Linked DNA regions of Mus musculus: regions 2, 3 and 4 are each linked to region 1. A link is a contact called in public HiChIP or PLAC-seq and promoter capture Hi-C data. All regions are on one chromosome and are shown on one strand. The core of a region is the stretch at or near the end of the contact, and the rest is flanking DNA. Distances in the headings are between cores, read along the strand shown. Region 1 holds the start of Kctd20 (potassium channel tetramerisation domain containing 20). Region 2 holds the start of Fance (Fanconi anemia, complementation group E). Region 3 holds the start of Tmem217 (transmembrane protein 217). Region 4 holds the start of Def6 (differentially expressed in FDCP 6).

Evidence for each region. Promoter capture Hi-C pulls out the DNA fragments that hold promoters and counts their contacts. HiChIP or PLAC-seq counts read pairs in DNA pulled down with a chosen protein or histone mark. Capture Hi-C pulls out chosen DNA fragments and counts their contacts.
Region 2: a contact with region 1 is called in an HNF4G HiChIP or PLAC-seq map of pancreatic cancer cells. The contact joins the promoter of Fance here to the promoter of Kctd20 in region 1.
Region 3: a promoter capture Hi-C map of pre-B cells shows a contact between it and region 1, with 4 times the contacts expected there. The contact joins the promoter of Tmem217 here to the promoter of Kctd20 in region 1. A contact is called at or near these places in 4 of 39 promoter capture datasets (cranial neural crest, frontonasal cranial neural crest, liver and 1 more), 6 of 115 datasets of contacts at active chromatin or transcription factors (craniofacial prominence, embryonic stem cells, epiblast stem cells and 3 more) and 2 of 9 other capture datasets (adipose tissue and liver).
Region 4: a contact with region 1 is called in a promoter capture Hi-C map of adipose tissue. The contact joins the promoter of Def6 here to the promoter of Kctd20 in region 1. A contact is called at or near these places in 1 of 39 promoter capture datasets (hippocampal neurons), 1 of 115 datasets of contacts at active chromatin or transcription factors (memory CD8 T cells) and 1 of 9 other capture datasets (adipose tissue).

The regions. Positions count from the first base shown.
Region 1 is chr17:28,951,032-28,953,731 of GRCm38.p6, reverse strand. It overlaps Kctd20 (potassium channel tetramerisation domain containing 20), which reads right to left and starts at 1,296. Exons shown (of 8, transcript NM_001356300.1): 1 at 1,163-1,296.
Region 2 is chr17:28,312,149-28,314,848 of GRCm38.p6, reverse strand. Fance (Fanconi anemia, complementation group E) reads right to left here and starts at 1,319. Exons shown (of 10, transcript NM_001163819.1): 1 at 967-1,319. The coding sequence starts at 1,205.
Region 3 is chr17:29,548,284-29,550,983 of GRCm38.p6, reverse strand. Tmem217 (transmembrane protein 217) reads left to right here and starts at 1,391. Exons shown (of 3, transcript NM_001162901.1): 1 at 1,391-1,475. It overlaps Tbc1d22b (TBC1 domain family, member 22B), which reads right to left and starts at 1,182. Exons shown (of 13, transcript NM_198647.1): 1 at 990-1,182. The coding sequence starts at 1,045.
Region 4 is chr17:28,206,449-28,209,148 of GRCm38.p6, reverse strand. Def6 (differentially expressed in FDCP 6) reads right to left here and starts at 1,371. Exons shown (of 11, transcript NM_027185.3): 1 at 1,211-1,371. The coding sequence starts at 1,306.

The DNA of each region.
Region 1 (2,700 bases), core at 47-2,546:
CCCCAGGCTCCGGGCACTCCCTGGCTGATACCATGAGAAGGAAAGCAGAGAGCTGAGGTGGGAGCCAAGACCTAATGACATGCTCAAGCTCCCACGATCCTACCAACAGGCTCCTGAGAGAAACAAGGTGGGTTAGCCTGATCCACGCCATCTTTCTCCCACCCAGGCAATAACAGGATATGGATAAAAAGCCATTTCCTGCTCTCATGTAAGGGCTCCAGAAAGCACTATCCTTTCTCACACAGCCTTCCGAATCAGGGCTTCTTGACTCCCGACTGATTACGGACAGGAGAGGAGTAAGTCAACAGAAAGAAAAGGACATGAGACAGTATTTACAGTCCTCAGGCCAAGCTAATCTTGGTTTCCTAAGGTCCGGTTCCTGGCTTACCAAGGCGGCCCAAGCGGGGTGGTTGCCTGCCAGCACTAGTAGACTCAGGGGTCCACCCTAGATTTCTAGAATTAATTTCTGGGAGCCGTGCTAGCGACCTGCAAAACGCGTTTGAGAACTGCTACTTTAAGATTTTGTTTTTGTTCCTCTGGAGTGGGGTTGACGTTCTAATTCAAGGTTCGTCACAACTAATATTATTCCAACATTCTGTTTGGGAGATCATTTAAAAAGAAATCTCAAATTTCTAGGTAAACAATTGTCTATCAGCAAACAGACACCGTGAAAGAGCTTGGTTGGTCAGAGTTCCTGGCCTGTCTGTTAGTTCGTTTGCTGAATTCTCACTTAAAAGATTAGATTTACTTCTAAATAGTAAATCAGCCCAATCCAGGAATGTTCAGAAAGAATGACAAATTCCCACAAAGGGGAGGAGGTGTCCTCATGGCGCAAGCCTGACGACACTGTCTGCTATAAAAAGTTCTTATATGCAAGAAAAAAATCTCCCAGTTCTGCACTAAGCATGGGATGACAACAGAGGGGCGACAGGACCGACAGAAGATTCCAGAGGTTCTGGGAAAGCGCGACCAACCTTCCCCAGCCTGGGCTACCGGTGGCCCTGCGTGGTTGGTCGGCAGCCTCGCCCGGCTTCTCCTTTCTCCCCAGGCCGGGGAGGAGCCCGCACGGGGCCTCTCAGGCCGCAGCGTCGCGCCCGCCGCCATCATCAGCCCGCGCCATCACCTGCCCGCTCGCCCGCCCACCCTGTCACTCGGCACTCACCGGCCGCTTGCTGCCGCGCTCTCCGACACCGAGCCCCGAAGCCACCTCCAAGCTCCGGCCACCGCGCGCCCCCGCCCTGGCCGCGGATCCCCGGTTGAGTCACCCGGCCCTTCAAAACAAGAGCCCCGCCCACCGCGGGGCATGCCGGGAAGGCCGCGCGGCTCGCCCCGCCCCCGCCGCGGACTCCGCCATAGGCCGGGGCCTCGCCTGCCTGCCCGGCCGGCCGGGAACTGGGGCTCTTCGCCAGGGCGGCCCAGTAACGCGCGCCGCCGCCGCTTGCGCTCCATCACCCAAGGGGCTCAGACAGGAAAGCGAGCTGCAGGCTCGAAGGTGAAAGAGGCTGGGTCGCCCCGGAACGCGTGATGCTCACGGAAAGATGAGCCTATCGCCTTTGTGTGGCGGATGGATATGAACTGCAGCCCAAAGACAGAAAAACATCAACAACAACAAAACAAGATAAAAGAGAAAACAAAAACTTCCCCCCAACTCTTGAGTTTCACGGAACAATCTGCGATAGCAAACAAGATTCTACAGGTTTCATGTTACCTGGAAGCAAACTATTAGAAAGCTGGTTGCCTTGCTTCCTGTGAACCGCACAAGGGAACCTGAGAGGAGGAACCTGGCTCCATCTCTCAGGGTCACGGGGACTTGTGGCTTTTGTACTTAAGAAAGTTATCAGACCAGTTGATTACACCATCACAATGATTGCACAGACTTCTAGTTTTGGGTGTTTCGTTCTATTGGGGGTTTGCTTGTTTTAACCTTTATTTCCCTTCTCCCTCCTCCCTGGCTCTCCACTCTTAATACATGGGGTGTTCTTTGTTTTTTGAGACAGTCTCCTTTATCCCAGTATGGCCTTGCACCTCTGATCCGACCTTCACCATGTGAGTGATGGATAGGGTTACAGACAAGCCCTACCGTAGCCGAATTATGAAGGGCTCTGGTGTAACCCAGGGCTTCATGCACCCTAGGCCATTATTCTACCAGTTGAGCTACGTCTCCAGGTCCGAGTTCATTTTATTGAGATGTGACGCCGCAGCCCATGTTGAATTTGCTGTGTAGCCAAGGATGGCTTTGGACTCCTCATCCTCCTGTCCCTGTCTCCCAAGTGCTGACATTATTCTACTTTAAAACTGCTGCTGAGCACTAAATAAACTAATAAAACCACGCAAAAAAATATAGGGAATACCTGTGTGCACAGCATTAATCCTAGCACTTGGGAGGTAGAGGCAGGAGGATCAGGAAATCGAGGTCCCCCTTATTTGGCTTATGTTGCTTCTGGGGGGGGGAGGGGAGGAGGGGGACGGGTCTACCTTGCCCAGTTTCCCCCATACCACCTGTCACTAAGGGAAGTCAGGGAATCCAGTCAGGAAACTGGGTCTACAAAGTGAATTCCAGAACAGCCAGGGCTACACAGAGGAAACCATGTCTCAAAACAAACCAAATACGACCACCAACACAGTAATGTCACAAAAAAGCCAACACAGTAATGAGATCATGTGCTGGCATCTCTGGGCCTTGGAACTACAGAGAACATA
Region 2 (2,700 bases), core at 70-2,569, 640 kb after region 1:
AAATATATATAGAAAATATAGGAGATATATATGTGTATATATACATATACATACATACATACATATATACATATATACATACACACACACACACACACACACACACATATATATATATATATATATATATATATATATATATATATATATCCTTTATTGTGATAGGGTTTCTCTGTGTAGCCCTCGCTATCCTGGAACTCGCTCTGTATACCATGCTGGCCTCAAACTCACAAGAGATCTGTCAGTCTCTAGTTTTCTTGGCCTGTGCAGTCTTGGTTTCCAACTTGAAGCAATCCTCCTGTCTCAGCTTCCTGACCGCTGAAACCAGACCCTACACTGTATGACCTGTATTTTTGTTTTTCGAGACAGGGTTTCTCTGTATAGCCCTGGCTGTCCTGGAACTCAGAAATCCGCCTCCCTCTGCCTCCCGAGCGCTGCGATTAAAGGCATGTGCCCCCACGCCCGGCATGACCTGTATTTTTAACACAGGTGTCCACTTGACAAGAACATCTGTATTAGAGATACATTATTTGTGTTTTGGCAGAGTCTATGTTGTCCTGGGTGGTCTTGAACTTAAAGATCCTCATGCCTCTGCCTACTGGGTAGTGCTATTACCAGCGTGCACCACCACACCCCGCCTTTTATTCTTCTTAGGACAGAGTCTCACTCTGTTGCCCTGGAACTCAAGAGACATATGCTCGCCTCTGCCTCCAAATGCTGGAGTTAAAGCCATGCACCAGCAGCTCAGCAACTGGAGATGGAAGCAAAGCAAACAAACTCAGTCTGCACTTAGAATTCTGCCTGACAAAATGCGTGTCTCAGCCCAGTGCTGGCACGCGCACTTGTAATCCTGTCACCGAGGACATGGCTGCCGGAGTTCCAGGCTAACTTAGGCTAGATGGAACCCTGCCTCAACTACACAAATAAGCAGGGGGGAGGCGGCGGGGGCCACGGGCGGGGACTCACAGCTCTAGGCGGCCGTCGGGGCCCCGCACCTCGGGCTCTAAGTGGCCCAGCGCCTCCAGGAAGCCATCCCAAGGGAAGTGCTCCGCGCGGCGGCCGAGGGCGCGCAGAACCCCTAGCCCGCGCCGCGCACCCTCAGGCCCTGCCTGTAGCGCCTGAAGCAGGAGGCGGGCAGGGGCCTCCAGGCTCGCCCAGGGCGCCGCTCCGGCCGAGGCTACGGAGTCCGACCCCGGCGTCGCCAGCGCAGAGCGGACGCGGGGCGGCGGCTAGGACACGCGGGATCGGAGCGCCACTCCAGCCGCGCAAAGCTCCCGAAGCCAAGGAAAGCCGGAGCACCCTGTAGAGCCTGAAGGGGCGGGATCTAGCGATCGGGGCGGGGCCGGAAGGGACGTGATCATCGGGAGGGGGCGGGACCATCAACTAACCAGACCTGTAAGAGAGCGTCCAGGAGAGGGGCGGAGCGGGGACGGAGCGAGGGCATCAGGAAGCAACTTAACTCCCTGCATAGTACGAGAAGCCCGCGAAGGGGCGGGGCCGGTTCCTGCGTCTGGAGCCAATCTGATCCGCGCTTGATGGAGCGGCTGTACTATACTGCTGCCTAATCTTAGTCCTTCTCCACGTCTTTTTAAAATGTTTCTTTTCAAAAATTATTTTATGCCGGGCGTGGTGGCGCACGCCTTTAATCCCAGCACTCGGGAGGCAGAGGCAGGCGGATTTCTGAGTTCGAGGCCAGCCTGGTCTACAGAGTGAGTTCCAGGACAGCCAGGGCTATACAGAGAAACCCTGTCTCGAGAAAAAAAAAAAAAGCAAAAATTATTTTATGCGTATGGGTGATTTGCTTGTATATATGTAAATGCACTATGTCTAGTGCCCGCGGAGGCCAGAAGAGGGCGTGGGATGTCCTGGGACTGGAGTTAGCGGCTGTAAATTTACATGTGGGGTCCTCTGCAAGAGCAGCTAATACTCTTAACCGCTGAGCCATCATCCCTCCAACTCTGTTTCCATTTTGCCTTTTCTGTGTGTGTGTGTGTGTGTGTGTGTGTGTGTGCCTGTGTGTATATATATGTATGTGGGCCAAATGTGTGCAGGAGACCTGGAAGGTCAGAAGAGAAAATCAAAATCTTTGAAACTTGAGTTATAGGCAGTTAAGACTGCACGCGCATGCTGAGAAACCCCAGTCTTTACGAATACAATTAGCACTCTTAACCACTAAGCCATCTCTCTAGTTCCTATCCTTTTACATTTCTATTTTTACTCATGTGTATGGGGCGTATGTGTATGTGTAGCTGGGAAATATCTCTATGTGTATATAGTATGTATGTGTTCTGAACCTTAGTCCTCTGTGAGACAGCAATATGGCCTCTTAACTGATAAGACATCTCCCCAGCCACAAATTATCAAATATTTTGACCGTGACAGTTACTTTCAGGAAGAAAAAAAAAAAAAAGGAGATAAATTGAGATGCCTTATAATAGGATGACCAGGCAAAATGAACCCAATAAGGTCCAGGTCAGGGAGTCTGTAGGGAGGTTGCTACAGGAAGAGAAGAAACAGGGCAACGGCCCTGGAGCTGCAGGGTGGCTGAAGAGGAGATCAGAGAGGCTACCAGGCTTGAGGTCACACAGAGGACATTGGCTTTCTACTCTATCATGGGAACCCATGGCAGCATTTTTGAGCTGATTTTGATCTAAGCCAAACTATTTATTTCAAAAGAATTAGTTGGAAAAGGTGAGGTCT
Region 3 (2,700 bases), core at 142-2,641, 600 kb before region 1:
AGAGGGGAGAGAGAGAGGGAAAGGAGGAAGGGAAGAGTGCGAGGTCACAGGTCAAAGGACTACACCTGAACAAAAAAAGACTTAACAGGAAAATCACTAAGGATAGAACTCATGAGGGCGGTGACCAGACACAAACTCTTAACACCAAGCAGCCTGTGGCTGGCAGAAATCTTAAATTCAGTAGTGAAACACATAGGGCTTTCATTTTTCAGGACATCACCCAAAACAAACGGAACCAGTAAACCAAAAGGCAGCCTGACTGAGAGACAATTGCTCAGTGTCAACATACACTAACAAGAGAAAGAAACACTAAGGGAATAAGTTGCTTGAAAGGTCTGCTCTCCAACAAAACAAGAATAAAAGAACTTAATGCATCCACACTGAAAAATCATCACTTCTCCGGGATGCCAGAAGGAATAACTTATTCTCCACCCTGCGGCCACCCTGTAATAATTTCTCAAAAGAAAGGACCAACTCAAGACAGAGTAAGGTCAGGCTTGAGAATTCCCCCTCCCCTGTCTTGCTCATACCCCTGCAGGCCTGGCCCAGGCTCTCCTATCAGAACCCCTTTGGGAGTCCAAGGGAAGACAGGAATGTGATGATGGGCTGGGAACCAAGGCCATGGGGCCACCAACCCTCATGCAAGCAGCCACCCATGCTGTTGGAGACCCCTAAGGAGTTCTGTAGAAAGTCGGAAGCGGTCTGCAGGTGGCCCTCCACGGCTACGCTGACAATGGCAACTCGCCCAACTCCACTGCCCCTCACACTGGTCCCCTGACACCTCCCAGCTGAGGTTCCCCGCCCCCAGACCCCAGTCTGCACCCCACACCCAAGCTGGCCAGGCTCCTCTGATTGACAGCTGCTCCAGCCTGGGCTACTCCGACACCAGCCCTCCGGCCTCGGGGGTACCCCAAGACGGAGGGATTCAGGGACCAGGATCTGGAAGGCTTTGGGTCCAATCCCCACTCCCCTCAGCGTCCTGGGCTCACCTCCCCGGTAGCTTGGCGCTCCTCTTCCAGAACTGCTTGCTGTTCTCGGCGGCCATCTCTCCGGCCCGGGGGAAGGCCTGGTCGGTGGGTCACGGGGGGGCCCCGCGACAGGCCCCCGGGACCCCGCAATCTGAGGGCCAGCCCAGGCCGCTTCCCCGCCGCCGGTCACCCGCTCCCAGCTCCTGGGGGCGCCATCTTGGATGTGGGCACTCCCCCCGCCCAACACCGTTGCCATTGGTGGGCTGAGCAGGCCGGTGGGCGGATGGACCAATGAGGATCCCGGATCCTGCGGGCCGCTGAAGGCCCGCGGCAACGTCAGGGGCTGGGCACACAGGTGGGCCGGGGAGGCGGGGCTTAGATGGGCAGGAAGGCGGGGCTGAAAGTTCCTACTCCCCGGAGGCAGAGAACCAGGTACTGCGAGGAAGAAGTAGATGGGACTGTTGCCTTTGATGGGCTGAGGTTCTGGGGTTGTCTTGGTGGAGAGGGGTAAGGAGAAACCATAACATTTGTATACATTAGTCTTTAAAGGAAGGCCTCATGTAATAATGAACATTTTTTAATGTCCCTCACCTCAATGGCACCCAGGGTGGTTACCCCCCCACCCCCCCACCCCCGCCTTGTTCCCTTATGGTCCTAGTTTCGCAGAGGACAGTTCCGGCCATACCCCAGTGCGGGTAACTGTTGTATGAGTAGCAGTTGATTTATCAGACTCCCCCTTTCTTCCGCTAACTGAACTTCGTGATGTAATCCCTTCTTCGGGTCTGACTCTTTCTGGTTATGAGGATCCAGATACTGAGAAGTCATGCTTAGGAAATACTAATTTATCCTCCAAGTAGCATTTTCTCTAGGGACGTTGTTCATCCCCATGGCAACAATCAGGAAGATGAAGGATGTACCCCCAATATCCTCAACTCCTTTATTAACTGGCTATAAATCTTCCATCTATAGATTCATTTTTCAATCTAATTTTGACTCAAAATGAGATCTAATTTTAGCATGTTGTCTCCTTTGGGTGTCATGTTAATGACTACCTCTCTTTTTTGAGTGTGTTCTGGGACATTTGGGGGAAGATGGAGGGTACTTCCTTTTTCTACTCCGAAGAAATGTTTGTTCAGACAAGGAACTGTGGATATGTGCGAGCTACTGCTCAATCCATCTCTGTACTAACACCCTAGGGTTTCTAAATATTGAAAAATACATTACATTTATTCAGTGTGTGTGTGTGTGTGAGAGAGAGAGAGAGAGGAGAGAGAGAGAGAGAGAGAGAGAGAGAGAGAGAGAGAGAGAGGTCAAAGGAGAACTTCAGTTTTCTCTTCTCACCGAACTCAGGTCGTCAAGACTGGCTGTAAGCCCCTATACCCATTGAGCCATCTTGCTGGCCCAACATACTGGCAAATTCTCAAGGCTCCTTCTTTTCCCACCTAAAGAAACACCTTCTATATGTCCCTCAGTGATTTCTTTTTACATAGACATTACTCCCAGTTTTCAGGCTTCTTTTGCTTGCTAATGTTAAAAGACTAGGACTGTAGACCTGAACAGGTGGCCCAGGGGTTAAAAGCATGTGCTGCCCTTTCAGAGGACCTGAGTTCGGTTCCCAAGTACCCACAACAGGTGGCTCATAATGGCCTGAAATTCCAGATCCAAGGGATCAGACACCCTTTTTTGGCTTCTGTGGACATTGCATACATGTTGTTAACACACATACACACAC
Region 4 (2,700 bases), core at 122-2,621, 740 kb after region 1:
TGTGTGTGTGGGGGGGGGGGGCACAGTTTCTACAGGATTGGTGTCTGGATGACCTGTTTTTCTTTCTGGGCAGAACTCAACTCGGTGACGAGAGCTGGGCAGACATGGGAAGGGCTAACCTTGCCTCTCTAGGGAACCAGAGGTGGTACTGGACTCTCTTTCCTGGGGCAGTAGAACCTTAGTCATTAGATGCTCAGAAAGCCAGCTCAGCTGGGTAGATGGAGCTGGCTAGAGCTTCTAAGTTCATAGGACCCAGCTTCAGCAATGTCGGAGTTGAGACAGAGGTGGGCCATGCCTGTTCTGTGCCATCTGCCTCCCAGGGTTCCTATCATGGTTGTGAACAGTGGAAATTGTAAATACCCAGATCTTGAGGGGCGAGTGGGAGGCAGACACAGCCTCCTGTGGTGCTCCAGGTAAAGTATTTACAGAGAGTGACTGGATCCCTAGCAGGGTTGAGGCTACTCTGACACTTGGCCCAACACTCCCTGGCTCCAGCAGCCTAGACTTCTGCTGGTTTCTCCTACATTCTCCCCTGGGAAGAAGACACCTACCCAGGAAGGAGAGAGCTCCTTCCGCTCCTTGGAACTGTCCAGGCCTAATGGTTTTAAGATGATGGGGGTGAGTAGAGTGTGTGTGTGTGTGTGTGTGTGTGTGTGTGTGGTCACGGAAGAGGTTTTCTCAGACCCGGCTTCCCCGACACCCTCAGCCCGAGGTCTTATAAGATAAATCTCCCAACCTGTTCTGTTCCTGCGCTGATAGGTGGCCCACATTACCGCTTGCTTCAAGTCGCCAGCTTGCTTTGCAAATGGAGGAGGCTCTCAGAGCCAAGGGCAAGCACTAACTGTTTTTCTTCAAAGCCATGAGGAAGCCACAGGGAGGAGCAGGGTACGTGCCCAAGCATGACGCTGGGGAACCCACAAGGAGCCCGGGAAGGGGCCTGGCTACTCAATCTCGGAACCTCGTGATGCCACCTCTACTGTCTGTCCAGTCAGGGTACTTGGTTCTAGACAGTGGCTTCTGGTGGCATGAGCCCTCTGGGGAGCATCCACTGAGCTACGCTGCCTTTGTGGCCCCGTCAGCGCTCCACCCGGGGCCAGGGCTGCTGGATGGCAAGGTGTCTGCCAGTAGCAAAGGCTTCCGTGGCTGACTCTCTGGGGTGGGAGCTGGCACGTTGAGTCAGCCTCCCCTGAGCCCCAAGGATGCCACTCACCTTGAGTTGGGACTTGGAGACCTTGCCGCTCTTCTCCACGTCCAGTGCAGTGAAGGCGTACCAGATAGACTTGAGCAGCTCCTTGCGCAGGGCCATGGCTGAGGCGCCCGCCCCGGCCCAGGGGCGGCTCTGACACCAAGATCCGGTTTCAGGAAATGCAAACGGCTGCAGACCGCAGAGAGGCCCTGGTGCAGAGCGGAGCGAGAGCTCCACCTGCCTGTTCCCTCTTGCTTCCAGGGCCTAGCCAGCTGCTCTCGCCACGCTCTGCTTCCAGGGCTGACCCTCCCAGAGCTGGAGCCCTCCTTTGGGCCCTGGCTCCCTCAGCACAGATAGTCACTTTAGAAGCCTGCTTGCCTCAGGATCTTCCCAGGCTCCCAGTGGTAGCTCTAGAGAGAGGAAGCAGGCCCTTCCAGACTTGGAGGGACACAGGATCAGGAGTCAAGCTTACCAAGTGGAAGCGATTGGATGAGTTAGCCCCAACAGTCTACTCTTAGTACGTTCCTACCTCACAGAGCTGTGTGGGTGCCTGAGACTGGACAGAAAGAAAACTGTAGGCCCTGTAGGCCCGGGACAGGATATTTCTTTAGAGCCACCCAGCAGAAGCTCAGTGCAGAGTTCTACCCAAGCAAAAGCAACCCAGCGGAGGAAGGACAGAGCCAGCTGCTTCTCCGCTTCTCCACGACAGGGTGCCTTGGCAGTTTGGTTTGCTGTTTCCCCCTCCCCGGGCCTTGGCTCTAAAAGAAACTTCAGAATACTGCCCACTTTGTACTTGATGGCTTTCAAGACACCAGAGCCTGTATTTAGGCACACAGGGTGACCTTGACAGTGGGGCTCACGTCAGAAATCCAGTCAGGGGCAGGGCAGGCCATGGGCAGAGCCCTCTTCAGCAGCCTCCACTTCTTCAGATGCAATGCCCACACAGATCATGGTGGCCATTAAATTTCAATGAAGTCAGTGGAAGCTAATTCTGGAGTTGTGCTCCACCCATCCACCTACTCACTCACAGGGGCATATACCCAGCCCCTCCACTTGCTCCTCACTTGGAGTTCTAAAACCTTGGGATGAGTTTGAGACCACCTAGGCTATGAAGAACAGTTCTGTCTCAAAAACAAACTATAAAAAAGCCCAGAAGGGGGGAGGGAGGAAGGGAGGGGAGAGAGAGAGAGGAAGAGAGAGAGAGAGAGGAAGAAGGAGGAGGAGGAGGAAGAGGAGGAAGAAGAAGAGGAGGAGAGGGGGAAGAGGAAGAGAGGAGGAGGAAGAGGAGGAGGAAGAAGAGGAGGAGGAGAGGAAGAGGAGGAGGAGGAGAGAAAAGATCCCAGCTGAGCAACAGCAAATGAGGGCTTCCTTAGGTGTCCCAGGAGAGGATAATCTTATGCACTTGGTCCCTGATTTCCTGGCTCTGTCAGCAGGAAGGGGCTGGGGGCTCATGAGAGCATCATACAGAGAGATGACGAGGAGGGAGGGAGAGGCTCCCACAGTTCCCACAGTGT